Regions from separate parts of the Salmo salar genome. Here region 2 is linked to region 1. Evidence: chromatin contacts called from public Hi-C data. All regions are on one chromosome and are shown on one strand. Each heading gives the region's core, a stretch centred on a gene start, on an enhancer-like site or on the middle of the called end of the contact. The rest is flanking DNA. Distances are from core to core; before and after follow the strand shown.

Region 1 (5,834 bases), core at 2,328-4,827:
ATGCCATGGATCATCTCTACAGGTTCCGCGCCAAGGATCATCACTGGAGGCTTCTTACCATGGATTATCTCTACAGGTGCCGGGCCATGGATTATTCTTACAGGCTTCGTGCCATGGTTTATCTCTACAGGCTCCGGACCATTTATAATCCCTCCAGGCTTTTTGCCAAGGATTATTTCTTCAGGTTCCGGGTCATGGATTACCTCTTCAGGCTTCGTGCCATGGAATACCCCTACAGGCTCCGGGCCATGGATCATCACTAGAGGCTTAGTGCCATGGATCATCTCTACAGGCGTCGGACCATCGATTATCACTGGAGGCTTTGTACGTGGAGCAGGAACAGGTCTCACCGGACTGGGGAGACGCTCTGAGGACCGAGTGCTCAAAGCAGGCACCGGCCGTACTGGGTTATGGAGGCGCACTGGAGAGAGAGTGCGAGAGGCAGGCACATGCTTACCACAAAAAGCACGGGTAGTTGACTCAGGCCTCACCCCTGGCCCAGCCAAACTACCCGTGTGCCCCCCCCAAAAAAAAATGTGGGGGCTGCCTCTCGTTTTTCCCAGGTAGGCTCCGATATCTATCGATTACCTGGCCCCAAGTCCAGTTCCTCCTCTCCATCCACTCCATATGTGACCAGGTGTCCATTTCAGCCCGGGCATGCCGCTTGATCCAGTCATGGTGGGTAGTTCTGTAACAGGGGTCGTCTAAAGGGGTCCAAGGCGCAGCGTGTAGAGTGCTCATATTTACTTTATTAATGAAACACTTAACAAAAACAACAAAACGACTACCAACAGTTCCGTCAGGTAACACATACAAAACGGAAAACAACTTCCCACACCTGAATAACAGGCTGCCTAAGTATGGCTTCCAATCAGAGACAACGATAGACAGCTGCCTCTGATTGGAAACCATACCTGGCCAAAACATAGAAAACAAAAACATAGAAATCTAGAAAAAACCCACATAGAAACAGAAAACCAAAACCACCCAAAACACACCCCTGTCACGCCCTGACCACTCTACTATGGAAAATGACCTCTTACAAGGGTTCAGGACGTGACAGCTCCTGTACATAGCCCATCTGTAAATAGCCTATCCAAGTACCTCATCCCCCATACTGTTATTTATTTTGCTCCTTTGCACCCCAGTATCTCTACTTGCAAACTCGTCTTCTGCAGATCTATCACTCCAGTGTTTAATTGCTATATTGTAATTATTTCGCCACTATGGCCTATTTATTCCCTTACCTCCCTTATCCTACCTCATTTGCACTCACTGTATATAGACCTTTTCTATTGTATTATTGACTGCATGTTTGTTTATTTCATGTGTAACTCTGTGTTGTTGTTTGTGTCGCACTGCTTTGCTTTATCTTGGCCAGGCCGCAGTTGTAAATGAGAACTTGTTCTCAACTAGCCTACCTGGTTAAATAAAGGTGAAATAAATAAATAAAAAATTAAACTTCAGTAATTTTCTATTAAGGTATCTTTACTTTTACTGAAGTATAACAATTGTGTACTTTTTCCACCACTGTATGGTAGTAGGTGCCAAGCGCACCGGAACTGCAACACTGCTGAGTTTTTCACACTCAACTGTTTCCTGTGTGTATCAAGAATGGTCCACCACCCAAAGGACATCCAGTCAACTTGAGACAACTGTGGATAGCATTGGAGTCAACATGAGCCAGCATCCCTGTGGAACACTTTCGACACCTTGTAGAGTCCATGACCCAACAAATTGAGGCTGTTCTGAGAGCAAAAGGGGATGGGGGTGCAACTCCATATTAGGAAGGTGTTCCTAATGTTTGGTATACTAAGTGTAGACTGTAATGATTATGTATTAGGTAATGCTGGGAAGTGAGTGAGTGAGTGAGTGTGTGTGTGTGTGTGTGTGTGTGTGTGTGTGTGTGTGTGTGTGTGTGTGTGTGTGTGTGTGTGTGTGTGTGTGTGTGTGTGTGTGTGTGTGAAGTGATGAACTATACTGGGCTGTGCATTAGTGCCATACATGACATTCCACTCCTGTTTAAAAATGTGGAATGTTGAATCAACATCCAAATGTAATCATATCATATCCATAGAACACCCTTATACTTGTTTGCAAACACAACGTGATAGATATGAGTTGATGCAAGAAACAGTTATCACAAACGGCATCCTCAAGGGCCAGCTGACCTTTTACAGAGTTGGGAAAAGCAACACTGGTTATAGCCACGATACTGTCTCTGAATCTTGATCAAAGAAATGAATAACTTAGAGCAGAGATTGTCAGAAAGTGAGCTCTAGCTGGCCCATATAGGCTACACATGAAAATGTCTGAAAGCAATTGGCTACACATGTGCCCTAATACGTGTATGTATCCAACTGATTTGTACAGCAATGCATTGGTTCAGTTTTTTAGTATAGCCAACTGTAATGCTTACAACAAATCACAATTCCGAAAATCCGAATGAACTTACTATTTTAATGGACTGACGTTTTGAATGTGTTGTTGAAGAGTGTGAAAGAAAATGAGAGCCAACAGTAAGGATCTCTACACGTTTTAGGCACAACATATTGACTTCTTTGTTTGGAGAAAAAGATACACTGTTATTTTGTTGTTGCGATTCTTCGTCTAAGCTAGGAACATGTGGAAGTCATCGTGCCTAGCGGCTGGAGAGATGTGTTTCTCTGCAAGGGAAGCGTTGCGGTGCGGGCCGGGCACCGCTGGAAGTGCCACTGAGAGAGAAGCCAGGTCAGCCGGCCTGGTCGTCTGACCTGGCTCCGTATCGCTGAGTGCAGTGAGATATAAATTCATAATGACTCTTTATCCTGTGTGTCTGTTAGGAGAGCTCCATGTTCGGGGGTGAGGCAGGGAGGCACATATCACCTTCACAGAGTCCGTAAACAGAGGCAATGGTGTGCCAAATCTGCCAACAAAGCAACTATAATTTTGTTGTTTTTCTTTATAAGAAATTGCCCAAAAAATAAGAATGACTGGAAGTTATTCTATCTGAGAGTTAAATGAAGCAAATATGTGGTTGAGAGAGAGAGAGGGAAAGAGAGAGATTTGAGTTGTGTAGTTCATGGTGTTGGAGCGCCCCCTATGCGCTATGGAGGCTTGGACGCTCATGTTTCCAAGTTTCGGGTTTTGAAAAGTGCCGATGCTAGGCTACACTAATGTTAGACCAAAACTCTCCAAATACAACCTATTAGTATACTATTGTTACTATTTAATTAGATGTGTATGACAATCACATTTATTTGACTTATTTTAAACATAGGCCATCTTAATAATTTAGAAAACAACCCTGGTCACATTTGTACATTTGACAGTGTTCCCTTTGCGTCTTTGCGAAAACATCCATAAATGTCGCTTGATAACTCAATTGTATATTGCGTGCTTTCCTTATATAATAGTCTCTATACCGGATTCTTATTTCTCCCCCTTTCCTACATCACTACATAGCAGAGAAATCTGACTCCCGCTCCAGTCTCACTGAGAAAACAGCTAGGACTCTTATTTTGAAAGGCACCCCATGCTGGAGCGGAGTAGAGGGGGTCATTTCCTGAGAGTTATTTACTTTGAGCCAGATGATTAGTTTTTTTTGGGAAGGATGGACTGTAACGTTGAATCAATTACAGGTCGCTGTAGCTCAAGCGCATTTGTGAGCGCGGTCGTGGACGCAGACGGAGGGGTGCACATATGCTAGCTCTCACAGTGAAGGATCGTGGCCATAGGATCACTACTACTACACACTTGAGGAGAGGAGCCTTCACTGAGAGGAGCCCTCACCGGAGTGATTTTATGCTCCTGATTTAATTCTACTGGGATTTATCATCGATACGCAAAATCCAAGGGAATTTAAAAGGTTTGTATTTTAGACAAATTGGCTAATCTCTTTCATTTTTTTGCAAACTTTAATTTTCTCAAGAATTCTATTAATTGAGACCATTTTTATCTGAAAAAAATGAAAAAGTTACTAAACTGGACCACTTTTAGGCTAGTTGAATATGTCCTTCTTTGTGAAAATTCACAAAATAGCCTAGCTTTTTATTATGGCACAACATTGTGAAGAAAAAAATCCTGATAAGAAATGATTCATCTGACCGGATCCATCCATCACACTTTGGGGGCTTTCATTATCGTAATTTCGCTACGAGGAAACGTTTCACAAAACTTGTTTAAACTTTGAAGATGCATTCGCTTGCAGGCTATGTGTTAACTTCTGCATTGAACGGGATTCAGTTTTCCATGCACCATATGGTCTCACCTCCGGATGCCGAGCGGAGAAATGTTGCTAACTCGACTGGATAAAAAGCGCTCAATTTCGGCCTTACTGCTGGAGGTGTCACCTCGAGAACTGAGCCTCTATTGTGGGATAGCGCTGCCTGCCCTCTCATCTAATGGGAAACACATTGGAAATTGGATTTCAAGTTGTTTTCGTTTCTGCGCTTGGAATGTGTGGAATTAAATGGAACATTGTGCATTGGGATGTGCTTGCTGAGCTGGGAAGCAGGCTGTAGCCGATCGGATTTTAAGTTAGACACAAGATTCATTTTGAGACCCGCTACAAAAAAGTAGGGTAAGGGGGACCCCATTCCTGGTTGGATGTAATTTCAGTGCGCCAGACAACAAAATGCAAATAGCCTACACGCATATTGCCTCCAAGAATAGTATTCATAATTAGATTACAATTGAATGATGCACTATATTTCTTAAGATTTACATAATTGAGTTGAGCGCCGCACGAAAGTCAAATTAGATAGAACAGTTAAAGTTTTTCATCAGTGAAACTCACTGCCTTGCTTGCCTCAATGCCCCAACCACCCTCTTCATTTCGAAATGCTATCTTTATAAATCTCTCTGCTATATTCCCATGGAAATCAATTCTTCACATGTGGGATTGAATTTAACAGTTTAAGTGTCTGTGGAGGACAGCGAGCTGAACAACCCTCCCTCAGCTGTTGCTCCAAAGTGTCAAGCCCAGAACGGCGCGTTTGGTAGGCTGCACATTGGTTGGGACTGTACTGTTGGTGGGGGTGAGGAAAATAGGGAGAGGAGAACCAGCGGACAAGCGGTACATTTGCACAACAGGCTGGATAGGAAATGTCCTACACCAACGATGTGCGCAAAAGTGTCAAAGTATATTAGTCAGGATTCCCACGCTAATGTTTGTCTTACAGACTTCTCTTCAGAGAGGGCTCTTAATTAGAGGCCCTCTAACCCTGGGTTTGATTTGCCAGTCATAATTAGCCAGTCCGGGGATGAGACAGAGCGGATTCGCACAAACAACTCTCTTACAGTCAAAGTAGCAGCAAACTGTTATAAAACAAAAGGGATTTTGATAACGGATAAAAAATTATGTAGACTATTTTTATCGCCCCAATAGGAGATTAGAACAATTAGTAGATCATTTAAAATAATTATCCTATAGTATCAAATTTGTTTAAAACAAAGAATAGATTAGAGTAAAACTGGTAGACTGCATTCATGTTTCCAATGTTTTCAGCGTTGAGCGCCTCTGCTTGGAGTTGCGTCTGTCTCTGATAATTTGTTGATGGAATTCAGGGTCCGAACATCACAGACAGACAGACAGATAACACACAGACCAGGAAAATGCCTGTTGACCAGGACATGACCAAACGGCAAACTAGATTAAACCTAGATTAGTTGTTTATCAGCTCAAAAACGTATATTGGTCGAGTTCCTTGGTTTACAAGCCAACACTGAAAAAAATAAAGGTTCTTATTAAATGGTTCTTCCTCAGGTCTTAACGTTCCTTGGATAACTCTTGCACGATAAATAACCTTTAACACTGATAAATAACATTTAACACTGTAAAGGGTTAAATTAAC
Region 2 (5,834 bases), core at 846-3,345, 330 kb before region 1:
TTCCTCCTGTCACTATTTACGTTTATTTAATTGTGAATCTTTAACTCTGCATTTTGGGAAAGTGACCCTTAAGTAAGCATTTCACCAGTTGTTTAAGAAGCATGTGACAAATACAATTTGATTTGAAAGATCGCTCACTCTCTTGTGTACACACACACACACACACACACACACACACACACACACACACACACACACACACACACACACACACACACACACACACACACACACACACACACACACACACACACACAATGAATATGACCGAGTGCTCGTCCTGTAGGTTGGGGATCCTGGCAGTGGAAGCTGCTGAGGGCAGGACGGCTCATAAAAATGGCTGGAATGGAGTCAATGGAGTGGTATCAACCACATGGAAACCGTTCCAGCCATTATTACGAGCTGTCCTCCCCTCAGCAGCCTCCACTGGATGCTGGGTACTAAGGGGGCGTTCACTCCCCTGTTGCACCACTCACAGGAAAAAACACAAATTAGCGGGAACGTCAGGAAATTTCCCAACATCCCTAAACTCTGCCGATGTGTTAACATTCCCCGGAGCAGTCTTTCCCAACATCCCCAGAACCTCTCAAAACCACAACCTGGACCGAGGGGCCATCTGCTGCTCCACCATAACCTTTCCCTCTATTTCCACCAGGTCAAGAAGAACAACTGTTATCATCTGCCATAAGCAGTAACATGAGCTTCAAGCGTTTCCCCGGAAAAATCCAAAAGGGTGTCGCGAGCGCATCTCATTATCATGACCCACAGCGAGGTCGACACTGTGTCTCATACAGGGGCTCTGCAACGGAACCAACGTCATATATCACCTCTCTATTTCTCCCTCTCGCCGTCTTTAAGAGACGTGTCAGTGTTTTGATGGTTCTATAAAAAGGCCACCAAACGCCGTGGCAGAGCCTCTGCACAGTTCTGTTGGGTTTGTCCCCAGCGTGTCTGTGACCTTCAGTCGGGCGTGTGCATACTTCTGATGAGCATGTGAACACCAGAGAGGGAGGAGTTCGGGGACCAACTCAGGACTAAAGACAGGAAACAACAATGTTAGAAAGGTTAGATCCTTTATACGCTGAAAGAAGGATGAAGGAGAGAGGAAGAGAGAGAAAGAAAAAAAAAAAAGAAAAGGGGGGGGTTTTTCGCTGACACTGATCCCAAATATTAAAATCTACTCTGTTTTTCTTTTTCGTTTCTTTTTTCTCACTCCTTTTCCTCTCGCTCTGGTTCTCTCTCTCGCTCTCTGTCTAACTGCTGCCATGTGTTTAATATCAGATGGAATCGGTTCCAGAGCCTGGGCCTGGACTGGACTGGGGCTGGATGGGGAGAAAGAGGGGCTCACATTGGGCCGCACGCCATCTTCACACAGAAAATGAGACACAAAGACAAGAGAACAGAGCTCGACTGAACCAGAGACACTGCTCCTCCACAAAGAGAACAGCTATAATAGAATATTAGAAGTCACACAGCCAGATAAACGTTTGGTTTACTTCACTGTCACTATGATGAATGTGGGTGGGAAGAATTTTAAAAACGCTTTCTGAAAAGCATGACCGAGAAATTGGTGTCATTTATCGAGTATTTTCCTCAGGAAGACACACATCATGGGCTTAGCTGTGTTCTGAGGCGGAGGGGCTGTAATGATTAAGCGTGTCGTAAGCGGACACATAGTTAGCGTGGTTAAAATGCCAGGGCTGTGACCTGGCCATATGTGTGTATACACGCTTGTGTGTGGGTCCTAATGTGTACTGTTTGTGTAAGTGTGTGAGACAGAGAGACAGAAAGAGAGAGAGACAGAGAGACAGAAAGAGAGAGAGACAGAGAGAGAGAGAGAGAGAGAGACAGAGAGAGAGAGACAGAGAGAGCGCATAAGCCTGTATTTCCTTGTGGGTTCCAGGAAGACGAGAGTTCTTATAAAGGGGTAGAAAGAGGGGGGGTTGAGGAGGTATGGTTGTAATTTGCCCCCCCCCCCCCTCTGCCCCTCTCCCCTGGTGTTTTCCCTAGGCCGTTTGGTCAGATGGGGGGCGGGGGTGAGCTTTTTACTGGCAGGGTGTGAGACAAGGCTCCATAACCAGCCGGTCTTGTTGAGTAACTGCTCTACTATGGACAGGGTGCTGGGGGCCATGGAGTGCGTGCGTCTGACCTCCTGCGCGCCTGTGTGTGTGTGTGTGTGTGTGTGTGTGTGTGTGTGGGCGAACTCCAGTGTGGCTCTCTGCTAGAAGTGGCGATTCGAAACCTTAAGGGGGCACTCTTGCCCCTCCTGTAGACTGTGTACCCCTGCTGACTTGCCCAGTCAGTCTGACTGGATAAACAATGCGTGGGTGTGTCTCCAAACTAAATTCCACCAGATGTGTAATGACTGTTACGCCATTAAGAGATAGGCATGAGTTAATGTATCCACACACAAACAATGCACGCAACACACACACACACACACACACACACACAGACAATTTACTATTCAATTCAATTCAAGGGGCTTTATTAGCATGGGAAACACATGTTAACATTGCCAAAGCAAGTGAAGTAGATAATGTACAAAAGTGAAATAAACAACAAAAATGAACAGTAAACATTACACTCACAGAAGTTCCAAAAGAATAAAGACATTACAAATGTCATATTATGTATACATACAGTGTTGTAACGATGTGCAAACGGTTAAGTACAAAAGGGAAAAGAAATAAACATAAATATGGGTTGTATTTACAATGGTGTTTGTTCTCCACTGGCTGACCTTTTCTTGTGGCAACAGTTAATAGTTAATAGGTCTGAGGGTGAAGGAGTGGTTCCAGGAAGCTTGTGACGCAGCAGTAAAGAATGGGTCGGACCATTTGGGTCCAAGTCTAGTAGTCACACATTCAGACAAATAAACCCACTTAATATAAACCAGGTACATGTATGCTTTTGAAGTTGTTCAGAAATGAGGTAGATTTCCAACAGTTTCCACGGCCTGTTTGTAGAATAACTTTAGTCCTAATCAAAGTCGCTATCAAATGGAATGGAACCCAAAACCAGATTCTGGCTCCACCAAGCACACATACAAACACAGTACAGAAATCTAGCAATAAATCCATTGACAGGAGGGCACAGCCTCTTAGCAGGACAGGATCTCCTTTTAAAAACGGGTAGTGAGTGGAGGATAAATGATCCACTTGACCAGAGAGACTACTCAAAGAGTCAGGCAACAGCTCTGCATCCCCAGTTAGCCAAGTACATCAAATACAGAATGAAATACAAATCAGGACATGCCTCAAAGAGAAGCAGAGCAGCTGATGAGGAAGTGATCAGGGTAGCATTGGTTAATCTAATCATTGACAGCCTTTGCTATTGGAAGTTGTATTAGATACTGTTGTCAGTCACACAGCCAGTGGATGCGGTTAGTAGCCAAAAGATGAGCAACAAAGCTAAGAAACTCATTTGCTCGCTAAGAGCCAGCCACAGACCTTGACCATTCCACAGCGAGTGGAGTGTGTCTTTCTGTGTGAGTGTGCGTTACTGGGGAAGTGTTACAGAGAGAGAAGAACGCTTGTGGATTTCCTGTCAACACACCAGAATACCACAGGACATCAGGCCTCTCTCTGGTCTGGTTTCTCTGTCCTGGCAGGAGAGACCACAAACTGGATTCATGAACAGAACCAGAGGAGAGAGAGAGACAGGGAAGAGAGAGGGCAACGCAGAAGAGGAACGGTTCAAATGGATATTAAAAGGGGGATGATGAGACAAGGAAAAGGGAGGAAGATGGAGACGTCAATAAGAGGAATGTAAGTAGAGTGAATCTGCTTATCTCGCTCTCTCTCTCCTCATGTGTCATGTTAGCTTACTCCACTTCAAATGCTGGCTGGCAGCAGGGGCTCTTTGAAGGACTAGCACCAGGGAGGAAGGAGAGAGGGAGGAGACTTCTAGAGAGAGATGAAGAGAGTAGTCTTTTGAAATATACTTTCATAACAAATCAACCCGGAGATTTAATCTAACAATCACAGCGCAGATGCAGAATTATCTACCCATCAGTGTTTTATCAGTCAAAACTATTTTTTAGGAGCCTCTATAAACTCAAATCATTGACGACAATATTTTGTATTTTTCAGAGATACGTCTTTTATAACCGGTCTTATCATTTCAGTCTTCAAAAGAAAATTGTTGGCTTAGAAGGGCTGGGAAGAAAACAGAACAGTCCGAGCAGCTGATAAATAACTCTGTTCTGGTAAGAGGAATCTACTGGAAGAATGACAAGAGACTCAAGGCTTCACAATGGGATGTCCTAATCGTCTTCTACAGTGGTAGCAGAGGAGAAAAAGTGAGGAGGAAGAAATGGAAAAAAAAATGGATGGAGAGCTCACAGCTGTATCACGATACAAGCTGGGACAGGTGTTTCCCTCCAAATTCCTTATCAGATTCAGGACATGATAGTGCTGTTTTCTGAGGGGGCACTTCCTCTTCCTGTGACATATGAGAGAACCAACCCTCCACCTCCTTCTGCTCGGCCCCAACTCTGTTCTATTTCTGACCACTACCGCCTCTCACTACACTGGCCACTTGTTACAGGATTGGCCTCTGCCAGCTCTATATCACTGGGAGAAGGCGATACTCCGCGTCTCTCATTCTTAAGATAGGAAAAGAAGGGCAGGTAAGATTGGGAGTCCAATAGGGCGCACAATTGGACCAGCGTTGTCCGGGTTAGGGTTTGGCCGGGGTAGGCCGTCATTGCAAATAAGAATTTGTTCTTAACTGACTTGCCTAGTTAAATAAAGGTTAAATAAAAAAAACATGTCTGGGTCCTCCAACACACGTGGTAGGAGAGACACGCCGATCATCAACTCCAACACTAAGGACACCTATGAGACTCTCATCTGTAGTCGTGTTATGTTGCATGCTAATCGTGCCAGGCATCATTATTAGCCAGCCCCAAACTGGATTAGTGTGCTCCCTATAGCTGGCCCTGACCCAGCTCTATGAGTTTTAGGGAATCAGATGTGGAGCAGGGTTAAAATCAGGCCTGTAGGGACAACAGGAAGACCCCCTCCAGAGACTCTTTCTTACTACAATCCAGTGGTCAACATTGCTTCGGCTTCTCCTCCTCATATAGCTTGCTGCTCAAATAAATCCACAACTCATACAAGAATAATAACACACCCTTAGGAAAATAAGCCTTGCCGGGTGTGTGTGATGGAGCTGAACAATATAGTTTTGACAGGCTCAGAAGTAGCAAAGCTGTCACTATAGGAAACCCAGATGATGGGTGTGGCCAGATGATGGGTGTAGCCTTTTAACTCACAGTGGGGTAAGCTACACAGGCCACACCCATGTCTCTCCATTCATTATCATTTGTTCTTCCTCTCTGCACACTTTCCTATCCCTGTTCTTACTTACTTTCTTCCCATGTCTTTCACATGCAGCTGCCACAGAAATAATTGTGTGTTTTCTTTCTTTTCACTCTCTTCTTTCCCAGCCCGTACAGAAATAGGTGTGTTTTCCCTCTTTCCTGTTGGCAGGCAGAGTCTGGTCTGCTGGTCTAGAGATGAGGAGGTGGCAGAATCATTGTGTTTTCTCACGGCAGGGTGCGGTTGGGTCCTTTTTTTTCTGAGGTTTGTCTCAAGGCTCGGCAGCACTTGGACCAGAACCAGAACATCTTGGCCACCCGCACAGACCTCTCCCTCTACCCGCCTATCTGCCCACCACAAGACCAGGGTCCAGGGTACCAAGTTAGTGGTTGGTGGTTTCAGTCTGAGACAGGGGAAATATAGCTCCCTGGGCCAAGAAGGTTCATATGTCCCATAGAGGATCAAAGAGCACCAACCTGAATACCAGCCAAGAACAGCGCATTACAC

Evidence for each region. Hi-C and Micro-C count contacts between places; a contact is called where the count stands out from the background.
Region 2: a Hi-C map of muscle shows a contact between it and region 1, with 2.9 times the contacts expected there. The contact joins the enhancer-like site here to the promoter of LOC106584117 in region 1. A contact is called at or near these places in 2 of 3 Hi-C or Micro-C datasets (gill and muscle).

Annotation. Positions count from the first base shown.
Region 1 is chrssa23:20,697,399-20,703,232 of Ssal_v3.1, reverse strand. LOC106584117 (platelet-derived growth factor receptor, alpha polypeptide) reads left to right here and starts at 3,577. Exons shown (of 28, transcript XM_014168993.2): 1 at 3,577-3,847.
Region 2 is chrssa23:21,023,587-21,029,420 of Ssal_v3.1, reverse strand. The region is part of intron 2 of LOC106584113 (sec1 family domain-containing protein 2); the gene reads right to left. Among protein-coding and RNA genes, the nearest start is that of LOC106584113, 15 kb to the right of the region's middle. Within about 2 kb of position 2,095, at least 4 of the 13 cell types and tissues checked have an H3K27ac peak or open chromatin away from gene starts, as enhancers often do. A contact at or near this core is called in gill and muscle, where this site is marked.